Linked DNA regions of Danio rerio: region 1 is linked to region 2. The links are chromatin contacts, called in public Micro-C maps. All regions are on one chromosome and are shown on one strand. The core of a region is the stretch at or near the end of the contact, and the rest is flanking DNA. Distances in the headings are between cores, read along the strand shown. Region 1 overlaps LOC141379838 (a long non-coding RNA gene). Region 2 overlaps tnfrsfa (tumor necrosis factor receptor superfamily, member a).

Region 1 (6,046 bases), core at 2,999-5,498, 91 kb after region 2:
TTTAATGAACAAAAACTCACAAAAAAAGCTTGTATAATACAACGTATTCAACTTCGGGCTAGGCGTTCGAACTGAGCTGTTAGATTTTTAATTAATAACTTGCGCTGTGACATGGATTCTTTTTTAATTCGCAGTTTCACAAACTACACTCATGACATTTGCTGTTTGTTCAAACTTGAGCCGAAACAACACACTTAATTTAGTTAGTTTGTTCTTTAATTAGTGGTTCTAAACAGTACCAAATTATGCTTCTTTGGCTCTTAAAGATAGCAGAACCATGTTTGGTGCTAAGTTGAACTTTTTCACAAGGTTCTAAAAGACTAATATTTTCATTACTATTAATAAATAGTGATAAAAATACCGGCAAAAAGAGTATTCCTTTAATCAATATTTGAATGACATTTTTCAACCAAGGCTCATTCTGAAAACATTTCTGGAGATACATATACTATATGCATTTCTGTTTCTGGAAAGTGCCAAATACGTACCAGGAGTTAGATTTTTTAGCAGTTGTTTTCACGAATCCACCAGACGCCACTGTGCACAGGTTTTGAGATCTTATATTTCTCAGATAAATCCACCTGAGGCCACTGCCGACTGACTGACCGACCGATCGACTGATCCACCCTTCTCCTTCCTTAAAACCAGTAGTGTTTTTAAAAGCACCGATTGACCCACCCACCCAGTTCCCCAAACCCAACTGACAGTTTTAAAAAGCAATTCAGAAAAAGAAAAGCCCTCGTCTGATTTTACCGCGTTTTCAGATTTTACCAGATTCTCACCCTGTTATTAACTTGTCTATTTATTTTTTTGAATTCTGTTTTTGCCTTACCTGTTTTCTGGAATCGTTCTTCACTGGACTTGAACCCTGCCATTGTGGTCATCTCCTCTCCGTGTATCAAGTTCACCAACGTACATGGGGAGCAACTGGACATACTGGTAACAGCGGGAAAGCTGTCCATAAGGTGGTAAGCGGTCAGCTGGTAAGTGCAAAAAGTGCATTTAATTCACCTATAGTGCATGCTTTTGGACTGTGGGGGAAACCGGAGCACCCTGAGGAAACCCATACAGACATAGGGAGAACATGGTAACTCCAAACAGAAATGCCAACTGACCCAGCTGGGACTTGAACTAGCGACCTTCTTGCTGTAAGGCGACAGTGTTAACCACTAAGCCAGCATGCCGCCCAAACACTATACAATAGTCATTTTTATTTATGCGAGTTTGTAGTAAAAATGACAGTACTTACACAACTGTTATTAGTTGAATACATTAATTAATAAAATAAAATAGGAATATATACAATGGAGACCAAATTAATGTTTTCACAATCTTTTATGATTCCTTTGTGTCCATTGTTTTAAGGGTATTTTTGTAAAATTGAGTGGTGTTGGCTCTCTGTAGATGATATAAACACAATATAAACACACAAATAAGTTTGAAGTGTGTTTCTTCCTTTTTGTTTAGGTACAAACAATTGTTTATGGAGGACAAAAGTAAAAAAATTTAATATTTAGTGATACAGCAGATTTCTGCAGATTTTAATCGCATCAAGTTTATTTATTTACTTGTGTAAATTTATATTTATTCAGTTTTTAAATTTATTTTATTAATAATATTGACCAAAATGAAAATGTTGTTAAAATTTTATTTATTTACAATACAGTTTGTAAATTAATATTTTCTGTCTTTTAGTAGATGTATTATATGAGAAACTTGCTTTGTTTACCAAATAAATATATCTAATTGGATTTGCATTGTCATCATTGAATAAAAGTTAAGTATTATGTTTTATTTCATACATTATATTAAGATTTTAGTTACGATACTCCCAAAATAATTCCATATAAATCCAGATTTTTTACAAAATTCTCTGCTGTAGTAGCAAAACATGTCCACAGATTCTGACTGGCCCTAGTCATGGCCTATCTGTTATAGTTATGCTGATATTTATGCATTAAAAATCTGTTGCTTACCAAGTGGAGATGAAGCATTCTTAAATGAGAGTTCTCTTAAACTAAAAACGAAAGAAAAAATGATTATTAGAAAACAAGTTGAAAATAAAAATGTACAGACATTTTAAAGAAATTATGAATTGACCTGTTGAGAGAGTGTTGACAGTCTTGTGTAGTTAATAGTTAGACTCTGGAAACCAATAATGAGCTGCAGGTGCTTTGTCAGGTAATCAAAAAGGTGGGAATTAAAGAACCCCAACAAAATAGTTGTTATAATAAATTAATAGAACTGTGCAAAAAAAAACTTCAACTGATAAACAAAAGACAATTAAGACAAAAATATTATGATACGCTCAACCTCAGGCCAGGCTTTCAAACTGAGCTGCTGTATTTTTTTCTAACTTGTGTTGTGGATTTATATGCAGTTTTACAAACTAGAACCTTATGTTCAGTCTGTTTTTTCTATTACTTCACTTTTTTGATAAACTTTAGGATATCAACCTTGTTATATATGCTCCATCATGCTATGTGGAATGGGCTATATGCACAGCTAGTGTTTTTCAGCCAATGACGAACTTCCGGTAAAAGCTGTTTGTGACTATTTTCAATTTCATAAGGTTCCATTTACAGCATCAATGTTGTAATGTACTTACAATACTTTCATTTACGCATTCATTTGATTGTTCAAGTGTGAACAAGATGAAAGACGAGCACAAAAACTCTGTAAGTGTGAAATAAATTGTCATATTGTAAAGTAATGGCTAGGAAAAATTTGAATTTAATGCAGTGCTTCTTGTTTGGTCCGAGAACCACTTCATATTGTATATCTATCAGGCTGTGAAAATAATGTTTTTTTTTTTTTTTTTTTAAAGAAATCAGACCTTAAACGTGGCAATATTATAATGGTAAAACAGTTCACCAGAAGCACTTAGGCTGGCTGGCTGAAATGAAAAGTCAGTGTGCACATTTCCCATTGTGGGAATAATTTCAGTAAGCACCCACCAACGTTCCTCGATTAAATGGAGGTTATTAATGGTTATCAGCTGAAAGATATGGGCCAGTAGGGGCCTTCTGCCACTACTGGTAGGCTGTTATCATCCATCCACAATCAGGTTAATCAGCTATACTAATAGAGAAGACTCCAGATCCAGATCTGTTTTCACATTACTGTGGCGGTTGGGTTTAGGTTTGCGGTAGAGGTAGACGTTAATAAAATACAATTAATGGGAAATTTAATAAATAATATAAATAATTCTCATTAGCTTCAGACCACAGTCATATGTAATCTATAGCTGATTAACCTGATTGTGGATGGAAAATAACAGCCTTCTGAGCCAACCAGTAGGTGTAAAAGGCCCCTACTTGCCCATATCTATCAGCTGATAACCACTGATTCAGTCATATGATAACTGTAAACAGTGAGATATTTAAAAAAAAATGGGTTCCATGAGCTCCAAACAAGCAAAAGAATGAGTGCAAACACAGACCTGCATACTGAGAGATAGAACATTACTATAATGTAAGAAATAGAAAGAGAAAATCATCTGGGGAAAAAACACACAGAACTTTGTCTACTAAGCTTATAATACTAATGTAACGTTATTTTCATGACTGATAAAAATAAAATACAAAGCATATCCTTCCTCTGACTCCGTTTTTATTATCTATATGCATCATTTTAAGTGCAACCATATTATTTGACGTGATTTGTTACAGTTCTTTTGAATGGAAGTTTCCCAAACTAATTATGCAATCTATAATTTGAAATGCAATCATGACAATACATACAGATATTTTGTTAATCTGATTTCTTCCATTGTTCTGATTTATAGGTTGCTAGCGATTAAAATAAATAATCAAAAAAAAAATCTAAGTAAAGTAAGCTTGATAAAAGAAAGAACAAAATCAACCCTGAGGTCAGATTATACCATGTAGTTCTAGCACAGCTATTAGTTATTGATTTTAGGTTCAATTACATCCTTGTTTTAAGTTCATACATTTAAATGACTTTCCTCATGGTGATCATTCGAGTCACAGGTTCAATTGCCCCTGTGAATATCAGAAACAAATCAGCCCACTTACAGTATTCAGTGAAACCTTTATCTGATGAACAAAAACCTACATACAATAATACAGGAGGACGCCTGTATATAATATGCTATGTTCAACCTCGGGCCAGGCTTGAAGGGATATAAGCGGTACTTTAAAACTCGGCTGCTTGTTTTGTAATTACTAACTAGTGCCATGAGGTGGATTTGTTTGCGGTTTTGCAAACTAGAACCGTCTGAAGGCGCCCGAGGCACTGGGTAAATTATTCCCCTGTTGTGTCTTGTGACTTGGTCCATATCTGATTTGGGCCTCTTTAAGCATGGAGGAAAAGGGAAGTTTTTCATCAGGACATATGCGGTTTAGTCTACTGGGAGCACAGGAACTCTACTGGAGTCATCGGTTAGACTGGCGATCCTCGACCTGAGGCGTTGCTTCCGGAAGCATTCCCATTGGGACTTAAAAAAAAGTGTTTATTAAAGTGTTTTAAAGGGATAGTCCAAGGGATAGTGTGGTTGCAAACATTTATGATTTCGTTATTTTCTGTTCAAAACAAAAGAAGATTTTTGTTGGAAACTGGTAACCCATCGACATCCATAGAAGAAAATGTATAAATAAATACATAAATACTATGGTTAGTGGTTACAGGTTTCCAGCATATTTCAAAGTATCTTCTTTTGTATTCCGCAGAAAAAAACAAACTTGAACAGGTTTGTGACAAGCCAAGGGTGAGTAAATGATGACAGAATTTGTTATTCATTCATTTCATTCATTTTCTTGTCGGCTTTGTCCCTTTATTAATCCGGGGTCGCCACACCGGAATGAACCGCCAACTTATCCAGCAAGTTTTTACGTAGCGGATGCCCTTCCAGCCGCAACCCATCTTTGGGAAACATCCACACACACTCTTACACTACGGACAATTTAGCCTACCCAATTCACCTGTACCGCATGTCTTTGGACTGTGGGGGAAACTGGAGCACCCTGAGGAAACCCACGCGAAGGCAGGGAGAACATGCAAACTCCACACAGAAACGTCAACTGAGCCGAGGTTCGAACCAGCGACCCAGTGACCTTCTTGCTGTGAGGCGACAGCACTAGAATTTGTTATTTTCGGGTGAACTATGTCTTTAAGCTGTGAACTAAACCAATCAGCTATGAGGAGACGAATGACTAAGCATTTTTTCCTTTGAAATGTATGAATATTTGACCAAAAATAAAAGAAATAAAACAATATCAACAAGTGGTTTTTGATGCAGAAAAAAAGGGTTATTTGATTTATAAAATGTTGTTCACACTATGACAATTGAAGATCTTTTTACTAAAGGGTTCTTTAGGGAGCTTAAAGGTGCTTCTAAATGGCATCATCATACGCTCTTCTTTATTATCTACAGTACTTTATCTAAGAATACTGCATATCATCATATGCAGTATTCTTCTTTATTGTCTCATATGTCTCTTTTTTCTCTATTCATGTCTTGATTTTTACTCATTGTAAATGACAAAAAATTATGGAGAAAAAAAATTATTTGCTGCACTTTATGCTAGAGCAGCGCTTCTCAACCACGTTCCTGGAGGACCACAAACACTGCATGTTTTGCATGTCTCCTTCGTCTGTCACACCCATTACAGGTCTTTCAGTCTCTGCAAATAAGCTGATGATCTGAATCAGGTGTGTTTAGTTAAGGAGACATGGGCGGTTTCTCAATATGCGTTCTTGAGTCCTTGTGTTCTCGTGTGAGGTTATTATTAACTGCCAAAGTTAGGTTCCAAAACTCAAGGCCACAAGAACGGAGGACGCGTGAAAGTTCCTGGATGTGTTCTAGATATCAAGGAAGCGTGGATGAAGGCTTGAGTGCAAAATTTGCTCAAGAAGTCCCAGAAGCACAACGTTTTATATAGATTTATTATTAAAGTTTGGAGATATAATTTCTTTATCTCAGGAGTTACCTCATCTTTATAAAGACAAACACATTAAGAGTGTTTATTTGCTGAAATTCATATTAAAATTAGTTTTGTTTGTATTGTGCAATGTATCTTTGTAA
Region 2 (6,051 bases), core at 1,413-3,912:
TACAGATTTTAGCTATTCTCTATTAGCAACACAAACACACACATATACATATAAATTTATATACATGTGTGTATATGTATATGTATACACACACACACACACACACATATATATATATATATATATATATATATATATATATATATATAGACATTTAAATAATGTTAGAATTTTATGATTGCTTTTACAAATATATTATAATTTGTTTATATACAATTATATATATATATATATTTATATATATATATATATATATATATATATATATATATATATATATATATATATATATATATATATATATATATATATATATATATATATATATATATATATAATTTTTATATAAACAAATTATAATATATTTGTAAAAACAATCATAAAATTCTAACATTATTTAAATGGCCATTAATAATACTAAGTTATTTAGGTGAAATGGTGGCTTAGTGGTTAGCACTGTCGCCTCACAGCAAGAAGGTTCACTGGTTCAAGTCCCAGCTGGGTCAGTGTCAGTTGCCATTTCTGTATATAGTGTGCATGTTCTCCTCTAGTTCACTTGGGTATCCTTCTGGGTGCTCCGGTTTCCCCTACAGACCAAAGACATGCGCTATAGGTGAATTGGATAAGCTAAATTGGCCATAGTGTATGTGTGTAAATGCAAGAGTGTATGGGTGTTTCCCAGTATTGGGTTGCAGTTGAAAGGACATCCGCTGCCTAAAACATATGCTGGAAAGTTGGTGGTTCAGTCCACCAATGGCCTGATGACCTCTGATTAATAAAAGGACAAAGCCAAAAATAAAATGAATGAATGAATGTATAATTAAATCTTATCACCATAACACAATTTGTGAAAAAGATAAATAAAATCTGAAGTAGAAAATACTTATTTCTTTGATTCTAAAGGAGAAACAACAACGTAACGAGTTGTTTTGGTATTTTTTTTATTTATTTTTTGTAATTTTAAAACAAAAACTTTCTACAAACAGCTTTGCAACAGCAAACATACATTCTTAAACGAGCAAACAATTGTCTAAGGGGAAATAAAACATACAAAACGTGTACTCTGAGTGATACCGTGGAGAATAAAGCTTAGAATGAGCAAGAAATGACACATGCATCTGTGTTAGAGGCGTCTAAGCAGGAACAATGTGGAGTCAATATAAAACTAACAAAACTGTATAAAAACCAATGGCACTGAATTAGAGGTAAAAACTCCTGCACCTGCATCTGTAGAGACACTCCATGTTTAACTCAGTGCAAATGATGAAAGATGCAGAAGCCCGTTTAAGATGTGAAAAAAAGTCCCTTGAAATTGATGCAGGTTTTTTTTCTCTGGCTATTCAACTCTTTGTCAAAAGGTGGCAGTGCCTGCACTGTACGACAACTCTCAAAATTAAACAAAGCTGGAAGGAGGAAGAACCATTTTGTTCTGATCTGACTTCAGCTCTTTTTTTTTGCTCCACATTAAGAAAAATGTTCATTAAGGTAAAGCTGATTTCAGATCTGTGTTCTGAAAACACATCCAGCTAACATAGCTATTCAGCCGAGTCAGATGTCACAGTTCATTTACGAATACGAAAATGAATTTAAGCCCTAAACATCCCTAAAGCTTGTTCGTTGAAATCATTTAAGTTTGTTCCTTCTGTGTTTTTTCAGGCAGTACTTCATTGCATTGTGCTCTTAGGGCTTGCATAAATATATATCTATTAGTTTCGTTTAATAGAATTCTTGACGACTATATACATACTAAACAAATGTAATTAAACTGTAAGTAGTTTCTGGAGGAGCATAAATTTCCTTCATCTTTGATCTATTTAGAAACACGTACCTGTGCACTACTGCATATAAAAACAGATTTTCAAATGCCTCCATAATCTCGACATCAATTCAACCTTGTGGAAGCAGCGTCCAAGAGATACTGACCGTGGTACTTCTCTTAATGTTTTCAGAACATATTCAACATCGTTCGCTGTGAACGTTCAACAGCCAAGGACGTGTCTTGCGATTCAAATAAGAAGAAATTATGCGTCTGTAGTAAACGCAGAAACGAAGCGAAATGGGGTTCGTGAAAGGGCCGGAAAATTCAGCATCTCAGTCATGAAAAAACAAACAAAACAAAAACAAAAAGTTTCCGAACACTTACTGCGGGCGAATATTGGTAACAGGTATAAATAATACGTAATTACACCATACAAAATAAATACATCACTTATTTAAATAAACAAACAAAAATGGAAAAGGCAGGAAACATCGAACAGACGAAAACATTTCCGCCATGCACCAAAGAAAGGGAAGAAAAAACAAACAAACAAAAAAAATAGACTGAAATCAAAAATATTCTGTAACAACCCGACCAGAAAATGAATGTTCTGAACTTCAATTGAAACTCTAAACTGTTGACAAAACAGTTCGTCTGAAATCCAAACCAACTCCTATCTTGAGGCTTATTTGTAACCAGGTTTGTAGCAGAGGCTGAAATACGACAAATTGTAGTGTGAGGATATTCACTAAAACTACATAACGCTTGTTTAAGTTTGAACATTTGGTGAAACCAAAGGTTTAAAAACATCTATATGCAGGCTTTAGACCAACCTGAAAGCCTGAGGCCAGTGCATGAAGTAACACCACAATGCACTATAGAGAGGGAAAACAGCGCCCTCTGCTGATAGCCAGTGTAAATCCTTTTAAAAAGGGTCCAGTGTTGGCTTGTAAACCCACTGTGGGCGCTACAGAGAGGGTGATTCTGCCAAATCTCCATTCAGTTCATGCCCAACAGGGGAGAATTCAAACTGAATCAACACCTCTCCATGATAACGTCTTGCAGTCTTTATAGAGGCATCACTCGTATTTGTAGTAGCCTCTTTCCACAGCCTTAGAGGCGATGTGTTCTGCTGAATAGCGCTGGTCTAGGTCCAGCAGTGCTTGTAGTAACGTGTTAATGTTTGCCCGCAGGCCTTCTTTCTGCATCCATACCCGCAAGAGGTCGTAGACTTTGTCCATGGGCTGCTGGGTTTCGGCCAGCTTGATGGAGTTGTCGCTCACGCCGATGCTGCGGAAGAACTTGTTGTGGTACCGCACGTCCAGAGAGTCAAACAGGTCAAAGCTCTTGCTCAGAGATTCCTCTTCACCTAAGAAGTAAGATTTAATCCGGGTCAGACATAATAGGAAAAAAATAATAAATAACAAAAAAGTTTAAAAGTAGATTATACATTACGTAAAGATGCAGACAATTGATAATAAATAATACAGAATTGATTTGAAATATGTATACATCTCATTTTTATTAAATATTTGGTTTTTATTAAAATGACATGTTAATCAAATAGGTTTCTTGTTGAATGTGTTTTTATAATAAAATAATAATATGAATGTTTTTAATAAATATATTGTTTACTGTGTATTTTTGGAAATAAATATATATTCATTTAATATTTTTCTTAGATTTAATTTAGTACTGTATGCTACCATTCAAAATACATTTTTGTGAACAAAAACACCCCTTTTTAAAATAAGGATGCATTAAATTGGTCAGAAGTAATACAGTATGTAATTATATTTGTAAAAATAATTTTTCAGTTGTACACAACCTTTCCAAAGATTGCTTTCTGAAATAAATGATATGCTTATTCAGTGAGAACACATGAAATAAATCAGAATTGATTGAATTAGTTTTAGGTTTAAGGTGACACGGTGGCTCAGTGGTTAGCACTGTCACCTCACAGCATGAAGGTCGCTGGTTCGAGTCCCGGTTGGGTCAGCTGGCATTTCTGTGTGGAGTTGTCATGTTCTCTCATTGTTCGTGTGGGTTTCCTCCTGGTGCTCCGGTTTCCCCCACAGTCCAAAGACATGCGATATACGTGACTTGAATAAACTAAATTGATCGTAGTGTATGTGTGTGTGAATGATAAAAAAATTTATAAACAATATTCTACTATTAATAATAATAATAACAATAATAATAATAAATTAGTGATAATAAAAATTATTATTAAGTAGGATACTTTTTAAATATGAGATTAGAATATGTGTTAGCTAAGTGTTTTTTTTGTTTTAGAATAGAATACTAAATATTCTCAATAATATTTGTAAAGGAAACACAGGCCCCATATGTGCCATTTACATATTTCAATTAATATGGAAAACTAGTGCATGTTTTTACTTAAACTAGTATTGGATTTTCATTAAAAAGTGTGTGCGTGTAAAACAAAATAATTTGCATAATTTAATAATTTAATTATTTTTTTCTCGAAAGAAGTAGATACTCCACCCTGTTTAGAGCGTCATTATGGGCGTTTTACATTACAACTAATGTGGTTCAAATGATGGCTCTGTGACAGAGCAACTATGGTTTTAACACTCATCACTACATTGTTCTTTTCCCAAACGATGCATTGTACTATAATAGTTCAGCCACGAGTTATGTCGTTGTTTGGGAAACGGATTCCAGGACAACCATTTCCATTGTACTAATAATGATAATAAGTCCATGACATTAGAACGATTGCAGAAGTTCATTACAAAAATTAAATACATAATAAACTAGAAAACGTGCACTTAAAATTGTACAAACATTTCAAAATATTACTGTATATATTTGTATTTTTAAAATGAAAAAATTATGCCTTGCTTTTGGTTTTTTCCTAAGACATAAACCTTTTGAATGGTAGTGCATCTTATCTGTTTTTTTACCGGTTCCACAATCAAATTAACTTCATTTAATTTTAAAATGATTCAGAGCCTTTGTTTGTAGTGCCCTTTGACCCAGTTATTGAACCACTTAAACTGTTTTATTGTCATATTGTGCTAGTGATCAAGATCAATTTTAAATGTTAAAACAACAAATGCTGTTTCACAAAGCAATATCTTACCGAGCAAAGGGAGGAGTTTTCTGGGAGGATCGTCTTCCTATAAAAGAAGAATAAAAGCTAGGCTTAGTAAAGCTGTGAATGTATTTACCAGTACCATTTTCAATAAAAAAGACTTCTACTTGCATACAAGAATACGTCCACACATTTCACAGCACTATCCTGTTGTTTCAGGCATTGTGCAGTGTGAAAACTGTGGGGTAGATGTTATTCTCACTAACCCGTGGCCATGATTCAGTCTGATCTCTGTCGGTCGGTCTCTGGGCCGGGGGGCTGGATCGCGGTGAATCCCCAATGATTTGAGGGAGTGCCGATAGACTGGTTTGGGAAGAGCTGGTTGTGTTTGGCAGGCTGTCTCCCAGTCCTCGATCCTCATCCTCCACTGGGATGCTCTTGCTGATTGTTTCCTGTGTTTCTTGTGTTAAGAGTGGCCGGGACTCTGGCCGGTGCTCCTCCTCTTTCTCCAGTCCTGCATTTCGGCTGTTCTCTTGCTCCTCTTCTGATCTTGGACACTCATCCTGAATAATGTTAACAAGCTAATTAAACTAGGAGTTTAAATCATTAAAAATAAAATAATTAAAAATATTATTATTATTAAATGAATAATCAGCTCAAAAAATAATGAATTTATTTTAATATTAACAGTATAGTGTAAACAATCATGAACCAAAACTCAATAAAACATTAAAAAGTCAACAGATACTTACAATAGGAACCTTCACTTCCTCCAGATTACCATCAGTCTCTGAAATAAAGTTGCCAGCAAAAACGTCAGTTTTGAAGCAGTTTCAATAGCGATAAATATGAAATTGAATATATATATATATATATATATATATATATATATATATATATATATATATATATATATATATATATATATATATATATATATATATATATTGATATATATCGTATATACACAAACACACAATAGTTCTGTCTGGTTCTTGAATCTGATTGGCTGATAGCCATGTGATATTCTGCAAATAACAGCACTTGTACAGCCACTTAACCCTTCACCCTTGTGTATTACTCCGCCCATATACAGCAACAAGCAGAAGACGTTCTACAGTTTGACAAACATTGCTGCTGTTGGAAAACATAATGTACTTTTGAGGCATTTTAGTTGATATTGTAGTTGTTTAGATAGCAACTATGCAGTTTATTTATAAGAATAGTGCCT

The links. Hi-C and Micro-C count contacts between places; a contact is called where the count stands out from the background.
Region 1: a Micro-C map of caudal fin shows a contact between it and region 2, with 11 times the contacts expected there. The contact joins two enhancer-like sites. A contact is called at or near these places in 4 of 18 Hi-C or Micro-C datasets (caudal fin, embryo, hematopoietic stem cells and 1 more) and 1 of 4 datasets of contacts at active chromatin or transcription factors (caudal fin).

The regions. Positions count from the first base shown.
Region 1 is chr21:17,668,328-17,674,373 of GRCz12tu, forward strand. LOC141379838 (a long non-coding RNA gene) reads right to left here. Exons shown (of 4, transcript XR_012396695.1): 2 at 1,977-2,017; 3 at 833-980. Among named protein-coding and RNA genes, the nearest start is that of tnfrsfa, 43 kb to the left of the region's middle. Within about 2 kb of position 4,249, at least 2 of the 62 cell types and tissues checked have an H3K27ac peak or open chromatin away from gene starts, as enhancers often do. A contact at or near this core is called in caudal fin, where this site is marked.
Region 2 is chr21:17,578,994-17,585,044 of GRCz12tu, forward strand. It overlaps tnfrsfa (tumor necrosis factor receptor superfamily, member a), which reads right to left. Exons shown (of 10, transcript NM_131840.2): 7 at 5,573-5,610; 8 at 5,087-5,383; 9 at 4,869-4,905; 10 at 2,451-3,128. The coding sequence ends at 2,839. Among named protein-coding and RNA genes, the nearest start is that of tnfrsfa, 47 kb to the right of the region's middle. Within about 2 kb of position 2,663, at least 8 of the 62 cell types and tissues checked have an H3K27ac peak or open chromatin away from gene starts, as enhancers often do. A contact at or near this core is called in caudal fin, where this site is marked.